2 separate regions of the Lactuca sativa genome follow, and region 1 is linked to region 2. A link is a contact called in public Hi-C data. All regions are on one chromosome and are shown on one strand. Each heading gives the region's core, a stretch centred on a gene start, on an enhancer-like site or on the middle of the called end of the contact. The rest is flanking DNA. Distances are from core to core; before and after follow the strand shown. Region 1 holds the start of LOC111900980. Region 2 holds the start of LOC111913884 (FAM10 family protein At4g22670).

Evidence for each region. A called contact is a pair of places that touch in the nucleus more often than the background predicts.
Region 1: a Hi-C map of seed shows a contact between it and region 2, with 4 times the contacts expected there. The contact joins the promoter of LOC111900980 here to the promoter of LOC111913884 in region 2. A contact is called at or near these places in 2 of 4 Hi-C or Micro-C datasets (leaf and seed).

What each region holds. Positions count from the first base shown.
Region 1 is chr6:7,169,559-7,174,814 of Lsat_Salinas_v11, reverse strand. It overlaps LOC111900980, which reads right to left and starts at 2,500. Exons shown (of 2, transcript XM_023896848.3): 1 at 2,314-2,500; 2 at 1,044-1,719. The coding sequence starts at 1,708. The coding sequence ends at 1,214.
Region 2 is chr6:6,833,781-6,838,882 of Lsat_Salinas_v11, reverse strand. LOC111913884 (FAM10 family protein At4g22670) reads right to left here and starts at 3,327. Exons shown (of 11, transcript XM_023909597.3): 1 at 3,102-3,327; 2 at 2,952-3,000; 3 at 2,532-2,660; 4 at 2,337-2,424; 5 at 2,184-2,264; 6 at 2,026-2,090; 7 at 1,776-1,916; 8 at 1,582-1,698; 9 at 715-1,050; 10 at 566-623; 11 at 158-455. The coding sequence starts at 3,211. The coding sequence ends at 358.

The DNA of each region.
Region 1 (5,256 bases), core at 1,251-3,750, 340 kb before region 2:
TCAGAAAATGAGACCAAAACCAACTTTAATATATTTGTCTGAAAACTGTCATATGACAGTTTTAAACTGTCATATAACTATAAAAACTGTCATAAAAACAGATATATGGATAAGGGTCAAACCAATTGTCAATTATCTGAAAAATCAATTTTCTGATGCATTTTTAATATAGTAACATACCCTATATAAAAAAATTTCGCGCTGACCTGGCAGCTCGATCCCAGCCAGGGGCTACCGCCCCTTGGACCCCACTCCCAGGGGCGCTGCCCCAGGACACCCGTTCGTTCAGGGGCTTTGCCCTTAAATGACAGTGTACTTTGAAACTTGATCAAACTTAAACAAGTGTGTACTCCACACCTCCCTTACTTGTTTAATATTTATCAAGATTATTTTTGGTCAACACAAAGTAATCTCATTATACTTAAATAACACTGATGATCAAAAATCACCAACAATAAATAAATAACAATATTTTTACAAATTATTGGACATTTATCTAGTAAAATCTGATTCAAACGATAGTACAATACATTACCTTTTGAGAGTCTCAACGGAAAGGGTATCATTTGATGTCGATAATGACAATACATTGAGTCTCTATAACAATTTCAAGTGCATGCATGATTTTCTCCATGAGTTCCTTTTATTTAGTCCCACATAACAGTTAATTCCATTTCATTGTTATCTTCTTCCTTAAGTTTAGCAAGCAGTGGTAGTTATCCTATTTAATGTATTGCATCTGATCGACGGAATATATAGAAATTTGCCCCAAAACTCCATTTATCACGTATCTCATAACGTAAAGATAAGCCAATTGAGAAAGTCAAAGAATGTCTCAATGTCAACTTTGAAGACCATTTATTATTTATGAAAACCTTGTCAACTTGATGAAATTATTGGAATAACACTTCTCATGATTGTTAAAAACAAGATGCAATAATATTTGCAACAATTCTAAAATGCTTTCAACTATTATCTCATCTAATATTTCATCAACATTTAAATTATTTCAGCTTCATAATAAACTTGACAAAAATGTAAAATTCTTTAATGTGGTTCACAATCAATATATGAAGCAATAATTCCATGCTTTTAATAAGAGTACAAAACTCCAGTCTCCAAAAACATTCCATACAAAAACACAAATATTTGTTCAATTGATTCAACAATTTTAAGTTATTATCTCAAGTCAAAAACATGTAAAAAGTTTTTATTACTTTAATTCACGAATCTGTTGCCTTATAGTGCGAGCACAATCTGCAAAATTCTTGACAAGGGTACTGCATTTCAACGGGTCTTTGACATTTTCTTTATAGCAATCCAAACAAGCGGTCAAATCGGTCAAACATGGCATAGGTTTTGCTTCCGGAAGCTTAAACTCTTTTTCATGAAGCTCTTTTGCCTTTTGTGTCACTTCAAACAACATTGCATCTTCTTGCTTTTGTAGTTTTTCCAAAACCCTCTCACTGTCTTCAAGAACAGAACGAATGGCATTCACTTCAGGTGGTGAAGGTGGTGGAATTGGGAGGTACATTGGCGGCCATGTGGCGGCAGTTGGTGGTGGTGGTGGTGGGGGTGGTGGAGGGATTGGGTGTTGTTGGGGAGTTTTGGGTTTTGGTTTTCTTGTTTTTTTCTTTACCTTGTTGGTGTTGTCTGCTAGCTGTTTGACTAAGTTTCCACTTATTTGAATGGTAAATGCATCATCCATGGCTTTTGATCCTGTAAAAATAACCAGTTGTCATTGGTTTACACCTAATGCAAATGGGAACTAACTAGCCTTATTGTTCAATGGTTTCTGTAGACTTAAAGCTTAGATCATATCATACATATCAATAATCAGTAATCACACCATAACAGTTTGTAGATATTCAGTTTGAAGATAATCATGTTCGATAACATTTTGAAACGAATCAAACACAAAATCATAATGCAATTGCTGAAAATCTGTTGACTAAATAAAATCGTGATTACAATAATCCCTGAACAAATTCAATACCATGGAAGGGGATCAAACACCTTCAACATAATCAGTCAGGAACCAAAACACAAACGGATTGACGAATTACAGTATTATAAAGATCAGTCAGTTTCATTAGTTCGTATGACCAAAATACTAAATTCAAACGAAACCCTAGATAACCTAATTACGCAAATAAGAAGAGCAAAATCGGTGCCGAGTACCGGTAGAATGTAAACAGAGATGCAATCGACACAAATCACGAAATTTAGATACTCTTGAGAAATGATTTACCTGATTAAACCGAGGAATGGGGAACTTGAATGCGGTTCAACTGTTTAAGAGCTAATATGTACCTGTAGTACTAAAAAATTTCCCGCCTATGGCTTGGGTTTGGAACGCTGCTTCGATATGGACGATTTCGTTTCTGATTTTAGTCGTAAAGATTTTGTTTCCCCAATTTCTCTTCGGCGTCGCTCCTCCGCCTGCTTAAGCTAATGATGCGTCTCTTTGATCTCGCTCCTACGATGTGCAGAATATTGGGCTATTCTCAAGATTGGGCCTTGAGCGATGACCCAAAAGGCCAACAACCACAACTGCCAATGGCTTTTACAAGGATAAAAAATATAATGATAATATATTTTTAGATTTGTATATATTTGGTTGTTGAGTTTTTTTTTTCATATTTGTTTCTTTAATGTGTTTAGGTGTACATATTCAGTCCTTATAACCAACTACTCTAGTTAAACCGAAAAAATGACTTAATATGGTAATTGTAACACTTGAATCCTGGTAAATTTCTCTTTTGTCCTTGTTGAATTTATTTGTGCGTTTTAGTCCTTGAGTTATACGCGGGGCGTACCACAAGGTACACTTAGCGTACAAGCTGTAAAGCGAGTACGCGGGGCGTACCAAATGGTACACTTAGCGTACTCATGCGAAGACTTGGACAAGGTTTCGGGTGCGTACGCTTGGCTTAATGAAAACCTTAATTTTCAAGTGTAGACACTATATAAAATCATTTATGTCCTCCTAGCCCTATACTCGAAACCCTAAGCCTCCCTCTTGCTTTTTGAGCTTATAGTGTCCATTTTGGTGTGTTTTGATCCATATTCAAGAAGTAGAAGTTTGGTGTAAGGTGGTGGATCAAGGAGGAGCTTGTGGATCTCGACATTTTGCTTTATTTCTAGCTTATTTTACGTAAAAGGCTATGAACTTGATCAATGATGGTTTAGATCTCTTATGTTTGAGTATTTGTCCATTTTTGGCCATAAATGAGATCTAGTGGTTTGATACCAATCTATGAGCTTTGAGTTGCCACTCTTGGTGTTTCTGAGGTTCTAGATGCATAAAGTTGTCACCTTTAAGGGTTAGATCCATCCATGCATGAGTTTATGCCATTTTTGTGAAAGTACAATGTTATATCTTGATTTTGGGATCTTTTGGGGCATGTAAAGTCACCAAGTCAGTGACTTTATGCTTCTAGATGTCTTTTAGGGCTTAGATCTGTGTTTTAGGCTTTTGGTCTTAAGCATTAAGAGCTTAAGACTGATTTTTGGTTTAATGGCTTCGTATGTTGGGCATACAAGTCTATACGCACGACGTGCAACCTAGGTTGCATGTACACTTAGCGTACAGCTGAGTACGCCCCATGTACTTAGTCTATTGGGCTTCACATCTTTTGGGCCTTAGTTGGGTTACTTCTTTGGACCCTGTTGATTTGGGCCTTAATGGGCCATCTAACATCAAGCTTTTGTACTAAGGAAAATTATTGGGCTTTTGGATTAGGCCCATATAAGGGGTTTGGGCCCAATTTGGAAAATTGTGCCATAAATTGGCCATGAATGATTATTTGGTTTTAGGCGTTTTAGATTGTGGATTTGGGCCTTAGTCTCGGATCACATTAGGTCATGTGTAAAATGGTCATTTTACCCCAAGTATATATTATTGGATATAGATGGGAACCCAAGTGTTAATTATATTGGTCGATTCGTATACACGAGATCTTCAACTTTCGTTTACATTGTTTTGGATAACACTCAACTGATTTAAATTTCGATTTCTGTGTTGCACACTAATGTATCGAAACTTCGAAAAATCATAACTTTCTCATACGAAGTCACATTTATGCGTTCTTTATATGCACGCTTTTATTTTCACGATTACTACGACTTTCGTTTAGATTACTTAGGCTAATAAGCAACCTATCTCCAATCCAATTTTTATATCGCACTTTCCCGTATAGGGTTGCATGTGAAACTTTGAAGAATCGTAATTTCTTCATGCGAAGTCAGATTTAAACGTTCCTTATATCTAGTATATTACTACTACTACAAATTTTAGCAAGACTATTTATCCTAAACAATCTTTTATTTTTAGATGTTTATTTATCATAATTCGTTAAATTAACGATATATTTTTATACAAATGTTATAAGTCAATAATATTTGCTCATAAAACATGTACGCAATATATTAACATCAATTTGAATCATCTAGCCCTAACTTGTGGGCATTGCAAAAATATTAAGGATTAAATGTACAAAAATATAATAAGGACTAAATGTGTAAAAACTGAGAAATATATTACCATATTAAGTTATTTTTTCCATTTTACCTGGAGTAGCCAGTCATAAGAACTGAATGTGTACAATCAATAAAGTTGAAAGGACAAACGTGTATGAAAAAAAAAACATAGTGACCAAATGTGTACAGATTGAAAAGTATATTACCCTTTTAAGTCATTATCCCGTTTTAAAATGGATTTAGATTGGTTTTTAATCGGTTCGGTGAGGTTAGAGGAGACATAAGCAAAAACACTGATTCTAAATCGGTCTTGAAAACAAGTCGAGGACTGAATAGGTCTTGGACCGAAAAAGACTGTATCATAGGGATGAACATGGGTCAGTTTGGGTAAGTTTTTGGCTAAAACCAAACCAAGATAGTGAAAATTGTTTTTTCGGTTTTAAAACTCAAATCAGTTTGGTTTTTTCATGAGTTATAAATGTTGTAAAATGTTTTAAATTATTTCAGTCCAAAATTTTGAACTTAACCAACACTAAAGGCTTATAGATACAGTTAGAGTATTATGAACTGAACCACATTTCTCATTTGCTGCTCTAACACTCCGCATACTGGCGCGGCGGGAGAGTTATAATCATAAATAATTATTCATTGATGTTGATTCCTTGCTAGTTTACCCACCACCACTACCAACACCTCTACCACCAACCAACCCCACAACTTCCACCTTCTTCACCTATACCACAACCACCTCTGCCATCACCATCGCCTCTGCCA
Region 2 (5,102 bases), core at 2,078-4,577:
CTAAAAATTCTTCCCATGATAAATAATATCGACACAAACATATGTTACCATGGATAACAACCAAACCATAACCACTATACATTCCAACTCATTTGGCATCTTACTCATTGAGATTTCATCTCTCTCTCTCAACACTATTACTAAATCATAGTAGTAATTAAGATTCCAAATCAAACACATGTCAACTTCCAAATCCTTCCGATTACAAATACTTTGTTTAAAATTTCCAATTCCAGTTGCTGTTTAAGTAAAAATGAAAATCTTGAAAGTATCCTTCTCAAAAATTGCACATTTTTCTTTCTAGTTAAAAACCTCACTCACTCGTTTTAATGTAAATAAATGGTACTAACAAGGTTTTTAATTGGCCCCACCAAATTTGCTCATCATTTTAGCAATGAGTGGAGCCACCTTTGGGTTTGCTTGGTGCTTTGCAAGATTCGCTGGATTCTTCATCACTGCAAACAAACAATTAAATATATTGTGATTATAAATTACTTTTATTTCTATATCTTTCCATAACAATAATGTTTACAAAAATTTCCAAAACTGAAATTAAATCACATACCATCTTGCAGAGCAGCCATTACTTCAGGATCTTTGAATGCTGCCATCAACTCAGGGTCCTGTGTACCCATTTCAATACATCAAATATTTACTTAATATATTTATTTAAATTAAATGTAATCATCAAATGTAAAACTAAAAGTGACTCACATTTAAGATCTTGCTGTAGTCAATGCCACCTGGCATACCACCTCCAGCTGCACCGCCACCTGGCATTCCACCTCCTGCTGCACCGCCACCAGGGAACCCACCTGGCATACCACCTCCTGGGAATCCACCTGGCATTCCACCACCAGGGAATCCACCTGGCATGCCACCAGGGAACCCACCTGGCATGCCACCAGGGAATCCACCTGGCATGCCACCTGGGAACCCACCTGGCATGCCACCTGGGAATGGCATTCCACCGGGGAAGCCACCTGGCATTCCTCCGGTTCTTTCACTTGAAGATGCTTTTTCTTCTTTTTTAGCCTTCTCATATGCAGCCTATGCATAACATGTGATGACATCAGTAATAGAAAAGGGAATGGAATGTTTGAATGAAAAAAAAATCCTATTTGTTTTCAACAAAGGAATGGAATGAAGCATTCCTCATGAAATGTTTTTATTTTACACGGACGACTAAATATATTTCTTATTATATAATTTTATTTCAAGATTTCATGGTATCTACTTATTTTGTACAAATTTTTTAGATGATACATGCCTGTTTTTAACCATTTGAAATATATACAACATATCAAACAAAACAAAATATGCTTATATATAATTTATTTAACGGTATGCTTTTATTTAATTAAAGTTCATATTTACAAAATATCATTTTTTTTGTTGATTTATCAATTTAGTTTCACATAGTTTTTTCTATCTATACATAACAAACAACATGTTTATACAACTCAATCCATTCCTTCAACCAAACGCGACAATGGAATGTAATGATTCATTCCATTCCATTATGTTGTTCATTCCATTCCTTTGTGATTCCATTCCATCATATTAAAAGAAAGAATTTACCTTGGCTTCAGCCCTGCGACGTTGCCTCTCACGTTCTATTTTCCTGTCCTCCCTTTCTTTTCTTAGCTTATCATATTTCCTACGATGTTCCACAATCTTGTGTGCATTTGGTTCAACCTAATTTTACCAGAAAATAAAATCAGTATGCATAAATCAGTTAGGAAAAAAAAAGTAAATTATGTTTGACAATTAACCTTCTTGAGAATGGTACTTATTTCTTCATCAAAATCAATATTTGAAGCTACATGAAGATCCTTTGCAGCCTTTTCCCATTGACCGAGCATTGATAGTGCAATTCCACGTGATTTATAGCCTTTAGCAGAATCTGGATTTATCTGGAAATATTCATCAAGAAATTTACAATGAAGTGAGATATGAAAGAAATTGATAAACCAACAATAGACACCACTTGACTTGTCAACATATATGGAAAAAAGGAACTACCTGTAGAGCAGCATCAGCATCTCGAATCGCAGCATTTGGTTTCTTCATTTTGATATAAACAGAAGCTTTATTGAGGGAAAAAAAGTTAAAAGAAATCACAGACAAGAAACTATAATCAAATATGTAAAAATTTAGTCAAAACTCAAACTCAGTTGTACCTCTTGTTGCATACATAATAGCAGAAGTGGGGTTGAGCAGTATTGCCTCAGTGAGGTGCTCAATTGCTTCCTCTAGCTTACCTGTTAACAACAATCAATTAGCACCAATTAAAAAGTAACAAGCATAACTTCACATGAAAAAGGGTAACAAACCATCAGAAATTGCTTCCATGCCCTTTGCTTTGGCCTCTTGAGAAGCATCACGATTTTCTTCAGAAACCTCTACTGAAGAATCTCCCATCTAAAATTGAAAAACAAAAAACAAAAAGACACAAAAGGAAGCTATGAGAAAAATACAAAATCACTAATTACAAACCAGAAAGATGGATGACAGAAGTAAGGACATACCTTTTGTGGTGGATCATTATCAGGCTCCACAGTCTCACCTTCAAATTCAATATCGGATTCTATTATCTCATCCTCTTCTTCTTCAGGTTCTTCAAAATCATCTTCTTCCTCTTCCACCACATAAGGTTTCTGCAAGGTCAAAGTTGTTCAATCGTTTAATAACCAATCAATACAAATTCTCATTGTCAAACTGGTGATTCAGATGGATTTACATCAATTTTGAACTTGAAAGTTAGTTGACTTATGCGTATCAATACATTTGCATACAAATAATTAGGTCACTCATACATCTAATTTGGATTAGTATTGCTAACAACGGCGTTTACTCCATTATACAGCTTTTACCCCAAAAATGCTCCGATCATTCATATTCATCATCAACAACTGTAAACAGTAAATAAATCAGGAAAAAAGAGGTACCGATTGCGATTCACTCTTGTAAGCAGATGACGGAAGTTTAGCTCCGAGGCTGAAATCAAAAACCAAACATGTTTCATACGAATTAGTATAAATCTATAATCAATCAAAAAGGACGTGCGACAAAACCGCATATTGTATGAATGCATTTACCTTTCAAGATAGTCGCGGAAGAAGGAGAGTGAAGGATCGCTGAGAATGGAGGGATCGGCCTTGCACCGACTGATAAATATCTTTAGTTGCTCTAGTTTAGCGGCGTCCATCGCCGTTGTAGATTTGCCGGAAAAATGGAAACTAAGGGTTTTACAATTTGTGTAGAGTTTTGGGGGCGGTTTTGGTTAGCTGGGCGATTGACTGTAGGTGACTTCAGACTTGAGTCACAAAGATGATTCTAGGAGCTTCCATTTACAACTATTTTAAAGTATATTGTAAAAAAGGTCCTTCGACTATTGCGCAATATTCATTATTTGCTTTTGATTTCTGACTTATAATGTTTTTGTTCAAAAATATAAACTTTGTAGAAGGTTTATCGAGAAGGTAAAAAAGGTAAACCTTGCCCTAAGAGTTTTGGTTCAAAAATGAGAGGGATAGAAGATCTCAAGTTCGAATCCTCCTTCCCTTGTTTTCTATCACTCTTATCATTTTAAGACGGATTACAAAAATGGTCCATGTGGTTTAATCAAAGTTGCGAATCCAATCTCTTTTACACTTGAAAAGACGAAAATGTCCTCTGAATACTAACGGTGTTAGTAAAAAGGGTCATCTGTGTAAGTTTTGAAAACCACAAGGGTCATTTGTATCAAAAAATTAGCAGGGACTAACTTTGTTACTTTTGGCAAACCACAGAGACCATTTTTGTAATTTTGTCTATGTACAATTTTAAACCTAAGACCTCGTTCATTCCACGTTCTAACCATTCATTGGCGGCAAAACGAGAGATTGGTCCATCAAACTTAGGGGTTTCACAATTGCATTAATCAAGGTTGTAGAACTCGTTACTTGGTACCTATTTGGCCGACTACCGAGTAGCGAGTACCCGGGTGTACTCGGATTGAGTAATTCATGTAGAAATATTTTTAGAGAAATTATATATGTTAAAATCATAAAGTCGATTGAAATATATAACAAAATTAGATACATGTGAATACATAAAAGCTAAAAAACACATAATGGTCTCGCTTCATGAATAATTAGTGAAAATTTAAGATATATATATATATATATATATATATATATATATATATAGTAATAATCATATGTGTGTGTTAAATAATAAATCATTGAGTATATTATACATATTAATCACCAAGTTGACTGCATTTTACAACACTACTTAGTTCAGTAAGGGGCTAATCAAGGAGTACTCGGATGAGTAATCGGCTAACTCGGCGAGTTTTACAACATTGACATTGATTAAGGTGAGAATAGGTATGTACAAGGTGTAGGAGGCATTTGGTTGGGTTTCGTAGTTGCACTAAGTCGGGTATATATGTGATTTTATATGAGTATGTCATGTGTGTCTCATCATACTTTCCAACATAACATATTAATATGATGTTTGTCTTAAGCAGACGTGTTAGTGTTATTTATGATTAGTGATGTATGATTGACTTGTGATTAGATACATGTTTTAGTTTATTTATTTAGCCTTGGATTTAGTACTTATATTTTTCTGTTGTTTATAATGCTTGATTGTACATCACTTGTGGCTTTTGTTTAGAGTTTAGACATTTTGAATTTTTGTTGGAATGTTTAAACTTTATGATTTTTGAATGTGGTTTTCATGATTAATATGTTTAATCATAATATAATGTTATTTTTTAAATTGAACATGTTTTTGCAAGATTTCATGGTTTTCGTGATTATGATTAATATGTTGAATGTGGTTTTCATGGTTTTCATGATTAATATGTTTAATCATATAATATAATAATGTTATATTCAAATTGGACATGTTTTGCATGATTTCACAATTAATGTCAAATTGAAAACGAGTTTACAAATAAGACAATGAATAGCTTGGTCCAAGCTATCCATAAGCATGGCCTCAAATGTCTCCAGGTCCCAACCAACAATGATCTTCATATCTTGTGGACTCATGTCACTATTAGATTATTAACGCTACACACCAAACACTTCCAAATAACAAATAAT